Linked DNA regions of Zea mays: region 1 is linked to region 2. A link is a contact called in public Hi-C data. All regions are on one chromosome and are shown on one strand. The core of a region is the stretch at or near the end of the contact, and the rest is flanking DNA. Distances in the headings are between cores, read along the strand shown.

The links. A called contact is a pair of places that touch in the nucleus more often than the background predicts.
Region 1: a Hi-C map of ear shows a contact between it and region 2, with 2.3 times the contacts expected there. The contact joins the promoter of LOC100285090 here to the promoter of LOC100276027 in region 2. A contact is called at or near these places in 2 of 25 Hi-C or Micro-C datasets (ear and leaf).

Annotation. Positions count from the first base shown.
Region 1 is chr4:71,704,616-71,709,098 of Zm-B73-REFERENCE-NAM-5.0, forward strand. It overlaps LOC100285090, which reads left to right and starts at 2,968. Exons shown (of 11, transcript NM_001157985.1): 1 at 2,968-3,531. It overlaps LOC118477060, which reads left to right and starts at 2,716. Exons shown (of 2, transcript XM_035967602.1): 1 at 2,716-2,737; 2 at 2,894-3,527. The coding sequence starts at 2,716. The coding sequence ends at 3,489.
Region 2 is chr4:71,330,397-71,335,065 of Zm-B73-REFERENCE-NAM-5.0, forward strand. It overlaps LOC100276027, which reads right to left and starts at 2,008. Exons shown (of 2, transcript NM_001149917.1): 1 at 1,769-2,008. The coding sequence starts at 1,934.

The sequences.
Region 1 (4,483 bases), core at 1,718-4,217, 380 kb after region 2:
CAGGCGGCCGAGCCGGCCAAACGGCCAGGCGAGCGCGCAGCCAAGGCGGCCAGGGGGCGCGCCGGCCAGGGCGGCCAGGCGGCCAAGGGGCCGGGCGGGCGGACGGCTGGGCGGCCAGGGGGCGCGCCGGCGGGGGGCACGGCCGGGGGCTGGCCGAGCCGGCCAGGGCGCGGCCGGGGGCTGGCCGAGCCGGCCAGGGCGCGGCCGGGCGGGGCGGGCCGAGCCGGCCATGGCGGCGGCCAAGGCGCCGAGCGGCAAGGGGAAAGGGGAGGGGGGAATGGGGAAGGGAGGAGAGGGGGAGGGGCTCACCGGCGACGGGGACGGGGCGGGGCGGGGCGGCCGAGCGGGGCGGCCGATCGGCGACGGGGAGGGGCGGCGCTAGGGCAGGGGGTAGGGGCGGCAGCGGCTTAGGGTGAGGGAGAGAAAATGAGAGAAAATGAGAGGAAGGGAGAAAGAATTTGGGGAAAAAGGGGAGGTGGGGGGGGGCGGTTGGGCCTTTTGGGCCCAAGGGGGGGGGCGCCAGGGGCGGCTGGGCCGGCCGGGGTCGGCCCACGGCGCGGGAGAGAGAGAAAAAGAGGAGAGAGAAAGAGAGAGAGAAAAAAAGAAAGAAAAGATCTTCTCCTCATTTTCGAAATCCGATCTTTCTACATAAATGCATTTGCACTTTCAAAGCAATCAAAAGAAATGCAAGGTTCGGCATGGTGCATCAAACAACATAAAGTATTTAGGGTTTTTCTTACACGGGAAATCCAAACCGAATCCCGCTAGAACTTTGGAAAAGGTCAAGGTGTAGCGAGGGCAAAAAGAAAAAGAAAAGGTAACGCCCGAATTTTGGCGAGTAAAGAAAAGAAAAAAAAAATCAACTGCAAAATTCGGGGCGTTACAAAGATCTAAGAATGAGGCACGGAGGGAGGGAGGAGGGCGACTACAGGGAGCACAATGAGCGGAAGGAGCGTGAGCGGAGCAAGCAGCGGCGACGAGGGAGACTGGGGCTAGCAGGGAAGACGACAAGCGAGGGAGCGAGGAGGGCGACCAGAGCGTGGAGGGGAGGCGACGGGCGAGGAGTGCGACACAAAGGGAGTGAGGGAAGGAACGGGGAGTGCTGTAACAGTAACCCTAGCGAGATCTGAGTGCGGCACGTGGGAGGGAGTGGAGGGCACGTGTTACAGAAGCGAGCCAGGCTCGGTTGAGAAGTCCACCCCGAGCGTATGAATTGAGCCAAGTTGGGTGGGTGCTTTTGCATCTACTAGGCGAGGCCCAAGTACTAATGCATGCAACCAAACATGTTGCTTCTTGCACTTATGAAACCTGGCTCGGGCTGTATACAAGGAACCAATCGCGTCCCTAGGGAACATCACCCTCGAGTTGTTGCTTGGACTTCACAAGCTAGTAGGCAAGAGAATAAACAGTGGCATCGCTTACCCGAGAGCATTAGCATGCTCGCACTCCTGCGCAACAACAACAACAACAACGTACATTGCGGTGGTGATGGCAGCAACAAGGACAGGGTGGGCAACAACAATGTCATCATGGGGAAAGCGACCTGTAGAGCCAAGGCACCATCAGATAGAAGAAGAGTGGGAGGAGGAGGCTACATCATGAGTTAGGGGAGCAACCGCGCCTAGCTTAGCGTTGCTCGCGCCTGCAGCATCTAGAGCAACGGCGGCGATGCCCATGTGCAAGGCGACATCTGTGGCCCGGACATCTCCGTCGGTAGTGAGGATGGACGACATGTCAACAAGCCAACCACGACGCTTAGGGGGGAAACACACCTGCTATAGGGAGAGGAGGAGGAGGTGACGATGCTAGAGGAGGAAAGGGGCACACCGACCATGGTGGTGGCTGCGACTGTAGGGCTCTAGAGGAGAATTACTTTGTATAATAGAAAGAAAATTACTTCATACAATAGTAATTGACGATAGGGTTATATGCAGGTTAGGGGGTACAACTCTAACACACTTCTTGATCGGGCTCTAGCTCAAGGCACACTAACCATCTAACAATCATGCTAAAGAAGTACAGAGTTTGAGAGGTAGAACCATTTTACCAGGGATAAGTAGGGGTGGTAATGGACCACGATCCAAATGTTTCTTCATGATTCGTTGAGCCCTTAATTAATTTAGTACAAAATAAACATGAATAAAACTCGATCCAAATAACATCTGATCCTTAAAATTTATGGTGTAAAATTTAGACCCCATTAATCACTAGAGATAAGCACGGATTAAACTTTACTACCAAGACGGATTGAGCCCATTAGACTCTCCGCGGGTTCCCGCGACCGCTCCCCCTCCCCTCAGGGGCACTACGGGCGCCCCTGCGAGCACCCCCCCAGCCGGCGGAAGTGAGCAGGACTCCGTCACATTGAGCGTCAGCTGATGCGCCCCCTTGTCTCGAGTTGCGTGCCGACTAGTATTTAATAGTTGAAGAAAAAATAGTAATAGATGATGAATAAGGTTGGATAATGATATTTTATGGTTGTATTGAGGTATATAGGGAGAATTTAGAGGGAACCGTTGCGAGAGATGAAAAAGTAGGAGACAAAATATTGATAATGTAACGAAAAAAGTGATATAGGGGAATAAATTTAGGGAGAACCACTACGGATATCCTTACCTTGCCCTTAGATGTTGTACGTTGTACCTTGTTACCCGTACACTGATGCAGACAAATGGACGTCTATCTGAGGAGTGTGTGTCTCTTTTTCAAACACAGATGGGGTTCAACAGAAGCAAAAGTCAGCAATCGGCATGCAAGTTGCAAATAAATGTCGTCTTTTAGTTTATCAGGCTTATATTTTTCATCAGGTGCCTCTGTTAATTCAAGCTCTGTATTTGCAACTTGCATGCTGATTGGGGTAACAGGTAATTCAGGTAACCACGGTCACTGACAGGAAGGAAGCGAAGGAATTGGGTGTCAGGTCAGGCCTCCGATTCAACAGATACCACCAAGTGCATAGGGCGGAGACCGGAGCAGGGAGAGCATTCGCCATTTGGCAGAGACGAGACGGACACCTCTGCGGCGCCGCCTCGGGCCTCGGCAGACGACAGCAATCACAGCAGCGGCTCTACAAGAAAGAAGAGAAACTGCAGAAACCGCGAGGGCAGGCGCGGCAGCGGGCAGGCAGTCCATCCCCATGTGTTTGTGACTTTGTGCTCGTCCTCATACCCCCCTCCAGCTCCCGTCTCCTCGTGCTCTCCACTGCTGCATGCGCCTCTTGTCCTGTCCCCCTCCCCACCTTGTTCCTCCCATCCCGCGCCGTCTCTGCACGAAGCAGAGCGCCGGTCCACCGACAAGGACAGCTACAACTACGACGCGCAGGCAGAGCCATCGCTCATCTGGGGCTGCCCTCGGTTACTCCTCCCCTCCGCCGCTGCCCCTGCCTTGTCCACAGCTGTTGTTAATTCCTTCATGAGTTGGCGTCGGCGCCAGCGGGGCGGAGGGGAAGGAGGCGGGGCTTCAGCTTCCCCGGCGCCGGCCGCCGCCTGAAGATCCCTTCTTCTCCTGTAGTCCTGTCGTCGGGCGGGCGAGGTGAGGCCGGGTCTTCCTTCTCTTGATTTTGGTTGCTTGTGCAGAGCCATTCCTTCGCAGAGAGATCTCATCTTTATTTGGTGGTATTTCCTATTTAATGCTAGACGTCCCCTTTTCTAGTTAAGTGATAGTATGATCCGGCCTCGATTTTTTTTACTCGTGGAATGCGCCTTTCTTCCCCCATCAGATGTCAAAAGGGAATGTTTGTACTGGTGCGCTCAGGTTCTTCTTCCCGTTTGCTGTTCCTGTTTTTTTCTTCGCTTGTCCAAGGTCAATCTGCGGGCTCAATGCCGGCGCTGGTAGTTGTGCCATTCCTCCTTGGGCCAACGGGGCCGGTGGCCGTTGGCATCCTCCCTGAGAGGCACAGGGGGGACAGCGACGTGTCTCTGCTGATGTTTCTTCCGCCCCCATTACTGCGCCGGCCCCTCGCCTCCGTCTGACCATATCGCCTTGCAGTCTACACAATAGTAGGGAAGTAGTTAAAAAAAGAGGGGGTTGCCCAGCTCGTTAGATCCTGCGGCTTACCATTTCTTGGATCAGTTAGGGGAGGATAGACTCTTCATTTGGATTCATGTCCTTCCCGGTCAATTTGGGTCAGTTTGTTTACCATAGAAAGGTGGCATCTTTTGGCTTCTGCTCTTTGGTCTATGTGGATCCAGTGCCAAATTGGACCGACCGAAGCTGATTCTTGCTGGCAGAAAGTGCCCAACTGTGCTACCATTTATTTCCAATGAATCCTTGGCTATCTACTCAAATAAACACCGAGTCCGTGAGGCCATTTCGTCTCTGCTTATGTAGGATTCTTATGTTCATGTGGACATGTGGCGCATTGCCTGGCCTTTCGCAAATCAGTTTCTTCTGGAGTGCCCAAGTGGTTCTTCTCTTCCCATATCGATATAAGGCTAACACCGTGTGATGCCTGCCTCAATACATCTTGGCCCCAAGAACACTC
Region 2 (4,669 bases), core at 758-3,257:
TCTGATCAAGCATATAGTTTATTGTGTTCAGACTTGGTTCCAACAAAAAACGTGAATAATTAGTTATGAAAATGGTGAAGGACCTGACGTCGTTAATCTTGCTCGATCCAAAGTTCGAAGAAAACCTTGGATGAAAGATGCCTTGCTACCAAGGTTTTAAAGTCGTCCGACTAATCGCGATTAGTCGGCCTTATCGCTAGAGCGAGCTCAATTAGGGTCTTCGACTCGACTAGAGCGACTAGGAAGTGATTAGTCGTCCTAGTCGCCGACTAATCGCGATTAGTCGTCCGACTAGGGGTAATGGTCGACTAGTTATGCCTATTTTGGGCCACTAAACCGGTCTTTGTTACATGGGCCAACCCACCATCTGTACAACACAAACACTGTTTTGTCCTACTGTACCAATACGGTACACAATACGCAGCGCACAGTCACGCGTGCGCCCTTCTCCAGCGTCGCCATCCCTTCTCCAGCGCCGCCGCTCTCCTCTCCTGTCGCCCTGCTGTGCTCCGACATCCCTCTACATATGCTCCTGAAGTCCCGACCTCCTGTTGTAGTCACTAACAACAGCCTACAAGTTTGGCATTCTAATAATTCCTGGAGTTGAAATCAGTGTGTTGTTGTACAATCCAAGGTAAGTGGTCTTTACCTTTTACTTTTAGTGAAAACATGTTTGTACAGTTATATTGTGATATTGTTAATAGATCTGCTGATCTGCAATATAGTATATTGTTGTCCTGCTACAGCTATAGTGTAATGTTGTCCTAAAGTCCTGCTACAACTATATGTATTGATATATATACACACACACATGGTCCTGTTATAGGTGGACGACTAGGAATCAACTAGGCTCGACTAATCGAGCAAATCGACGGCTAATCGCGATTAGTCACCTTATCGGTGCTCAGGCGACTAGAGTCGACTAGCCGACTTTAAAACCATGCTTGCTACACGTTAACATGAACCCCAAAATGTTGGGTCTTTGTTTGTTGATGAGGTATTGTAAGAATTCTTTTGTTGCCAAAAGCAGTGCACATGCATTTAACTATATCATGATCTAATGGACCAGAAGGCTCACTTGCACGCTTGCATCTATGATCTGCTTGCACTATCAGTCGTTACCTTAACTAGTATATACTAATATACTCCCTCCATTTTTTCATTTGACGTTTTGTAGACCATTTTTCCACTGTTTGACACAAATAAAAAAGGATGGAGGTAGTACTATATATTCTAGAGCACAGACCATGAATATGACTCTGGCTTGATCAGTTGGCTGGTAGAATAGCTGGACAGAGTGAGATGTGAGACAGAGAGTAAGGGTTAGGGTGGTGGCTGCATGTTGAGTTGCAAATTGGGATGAAAAGCATAAGCCCAATTAGCCCGAACCATCCCATCCCAGATCATGATTTCAAAGGCGACAAGGCGCCACTGTTCCCCAAATAGGGTTCCAGATGCAGCCCATGTTTTTAGCTGCCGAGCAATTCCATTCTGTTTCTGGCCATTCGCCCTCTAGCCATCCGATTAACCGTGATTATTCGATGACTAATCGGATGACAAGAAAACTAATTAGCCCCTACTCGGGTTCATGATACGACTAATCGCAATTAATCGGCTGACTTCGGGACTTGACGCAGCTAACTGCCTAGCCCCAGATCCGCTCGAGCGATCGAGCGAAACCTAACTGGGGAACCACGGGGCGCACTGCAGAGATCGGTCGATAAATCCGCACGAGGGGAAAGGAAGCAGGTGCACGGGGCTGACTGACCTTCGAGGGCGTGGTCCTCCGGGCCGATGGCTGCGTCGCCGCAGACGTCGCAGACGACGCGGCCGCGGATCTCCCCCGTCCAAGCCTCGGCCGCCGCGAGCAGGATGCCAAGGGCGATTGCGAGCTGCAGGAGGAGCGGCCACCAGCGAGGGGGTGCCGCCGCCATGGTCGGGGAAGGGCCGGATGGTTGGTGGTAAACAAGCCGTGCCGTGGACTCTGTCAGTGTCGATGCCTCGTTACGTCGAGTATGGTGCGCCGTGCGCGTGAAACAAACACCCCGCCCATCACGACAGAAGAAAAAAAATCGACAAATAAAATGAACACATTAAAGTGTCATCTGTAAAAGTGCCAAAATTTGAAAGCTACCATTACAACACCTATTGTGCAATTTTAGGCCGTATTTGGTTATGCTTCTAAAACATGCTTATGTTTTGAAAAAAATAGAAAGCAATAAAAGGTCTCGTTGAGCACCAGAATTACCACTGGACACACCATGTGGCTCGACGATCCGTGTCCTAAATAGTCTGCGGGCGTAGCTTGAACGGTCCGTGCCTTAAGATCAGACAAGAGTCCTTATTTCACGCGTACTTATCTGGTTAATCGCATAGGAATCTGTTATGAAGCGGCCAGTAACGGGTCCAAACCTTCATCTCTCTCTCTCTCTCTCTCTCTATATATATATATATATATATATATATATATATATATATATATATATATATATGCGTATATATGCGCGCGAATGGTACGGCTCATTGAGGCATCAATCAATCCCATCTATGAATCCAATTTATCTCATTTACTTAGGAGTAAGAGTAATCTAGCCTTAGTTTAGCCTTCCTAACCTTATTCTCCATCTCTATTCGTCTCTACGTTGTCTAAGGACGCTCCAAGTGGCTTGGCGACCCTAGGGCACGCCTAAGAACTCTTCTCCCTGGTAGGGTCCCTCTCGAAAGGTTAGTTTTAGGTTTTCTGCAAAAAAGATGATTCTGTGTCGTTGTGGATTGTCCGGGCCTACACGTGGACAGTCAGGAAGTACGCAGAGAGGAGTAACTCCAACAGGGAGGTCGCAGACCATCCGTTGCAAGATCGCGAACCATCCGAGCTCCGTAGAGAATACCTCCTTGAGGTTCATACCAGTGTTTAGCCCCAAATCGGTGCCGACACACTTTTTGCGACTTCGTCGAGGAGAGACATGCTTTCTGGATCTACCAAGATCAGCCACAAATGGCTCATGGTTCCAAATATCGCACCGAAGTTTCCACGAGCAACAACATGAAGCCGACTCTTAAGAGCCTGTCAGCTGAAGATCAGCAACGATTTGAAGATAACATGAGACAACGAGAATAAGAAACGTTGCGAAGGCAAGCCCAAGAGCGAGAATAAGCAAAATAAAAATATATGGCACATTTCAAGGTAGACCAGCATAAGAAGATCGTCCGTCAAGGGGAGTTTGAGATGGCATCTCTTCTACCCGCTACACATGCCCCAATGTAAGTAAAATCGATGACATCCAATCTCTTATGTATTTATAGATGAGTAGCGGGATCAATTACGACAATACATGGGGTATGGAAGAATCCTTTAAAAACTTACACATGCATATGAAAACAATGTCTTTGCTAATTTTCCATCGCATGAGATTGATGCTAAGGCTGCCACACATAACTCATCGGCTACAAATGGGCATTCACAAGCCTAGCCATTCTATTGCATGCGATTGCCGATGAAGTCATATACCGAGCAACCATAGCCTCCTCCACCGATTTGGGATAAAACTACGGTTTTGCACAACGTCGGACCATCCGAGCTTATCCTCAGACTGTCCGACCCCCCAACGGATGGTCCCATCCTTTACGATAGACCACCTAGAGCCGTGTTAGGGTCATCGTACTCTTCACAAGGTCTAGCCGAAAATGCTCAGATTGTCTACACACCCGGACCATCTGAGTATCCCAGAACAGGATGTGGATTATCACCCACAATCTTTTCACCTGCCATAGCGGCAATTTCCCCTCCCTATAGTTCATCGAGGGTGTAGTATGGCTCCACCCTCACATGGGAACAAACAATTTTCGAGCCCGAGGAGGCCAGACAGAATTAACACACAATATGGGGCGACTAGAGGTAGTATGAGCATGCCACAAAATCGCATACCTCATTATCCATGGGTAAGAGGTTGGCATAATGAGGCCCGGTCACATGCTCCTTTAGGCCCAAGGGTCGATGGGCTACTGCTATATCTCTATTGATATAGTAAGAGAAGAAATAGCTAAGGAATTCCAAGATAAGCTTCGAGTTAGTATGACCAACAAGGGACGATCATATTGGAAACCATATGACAACCAATTCGACACCATCCCATATCCACAAGGGACCATAATACCAAAATTTTCAAGATTTTTTAGTGAACATAACAAAAGCATGCACGAGCATATAGGCCAGTTCCTAGCATAATTAGGAGAATTAGCAGATATGGAAGCTTTCCACGTTTGCGTGTTTTCATTATCCCTAACTGATATTGTGTTTGCATGGTATGCCGCCTTACCACGTAACTCTATTTATTCATGAGGAGATGTGGAGCATAAATTTCATAAACATTTTTCTCTAGAGAATATGAGTTAGAGTTAGTCAATTTAGCAGCAATACGATAAGGATAGGATGAGTCAGTTAATGACTATATCCGAAGATTCTAGGACACCAAAAACTGATGTTTCCATATATAGGTCACTGATAAACAATTAGCAGGGTTAGCTTTTAATGTGTTGGATTCATGTTTAAAAGAAACATTAGATGATACCCAATTTTTTACATTAATCCAATTACATAAGCGAGCATTGGCATGTGAAAGCCGAAGCAAAGATACACCTAAAATGGCTCGTTAGAACGTTCATTTAGTTT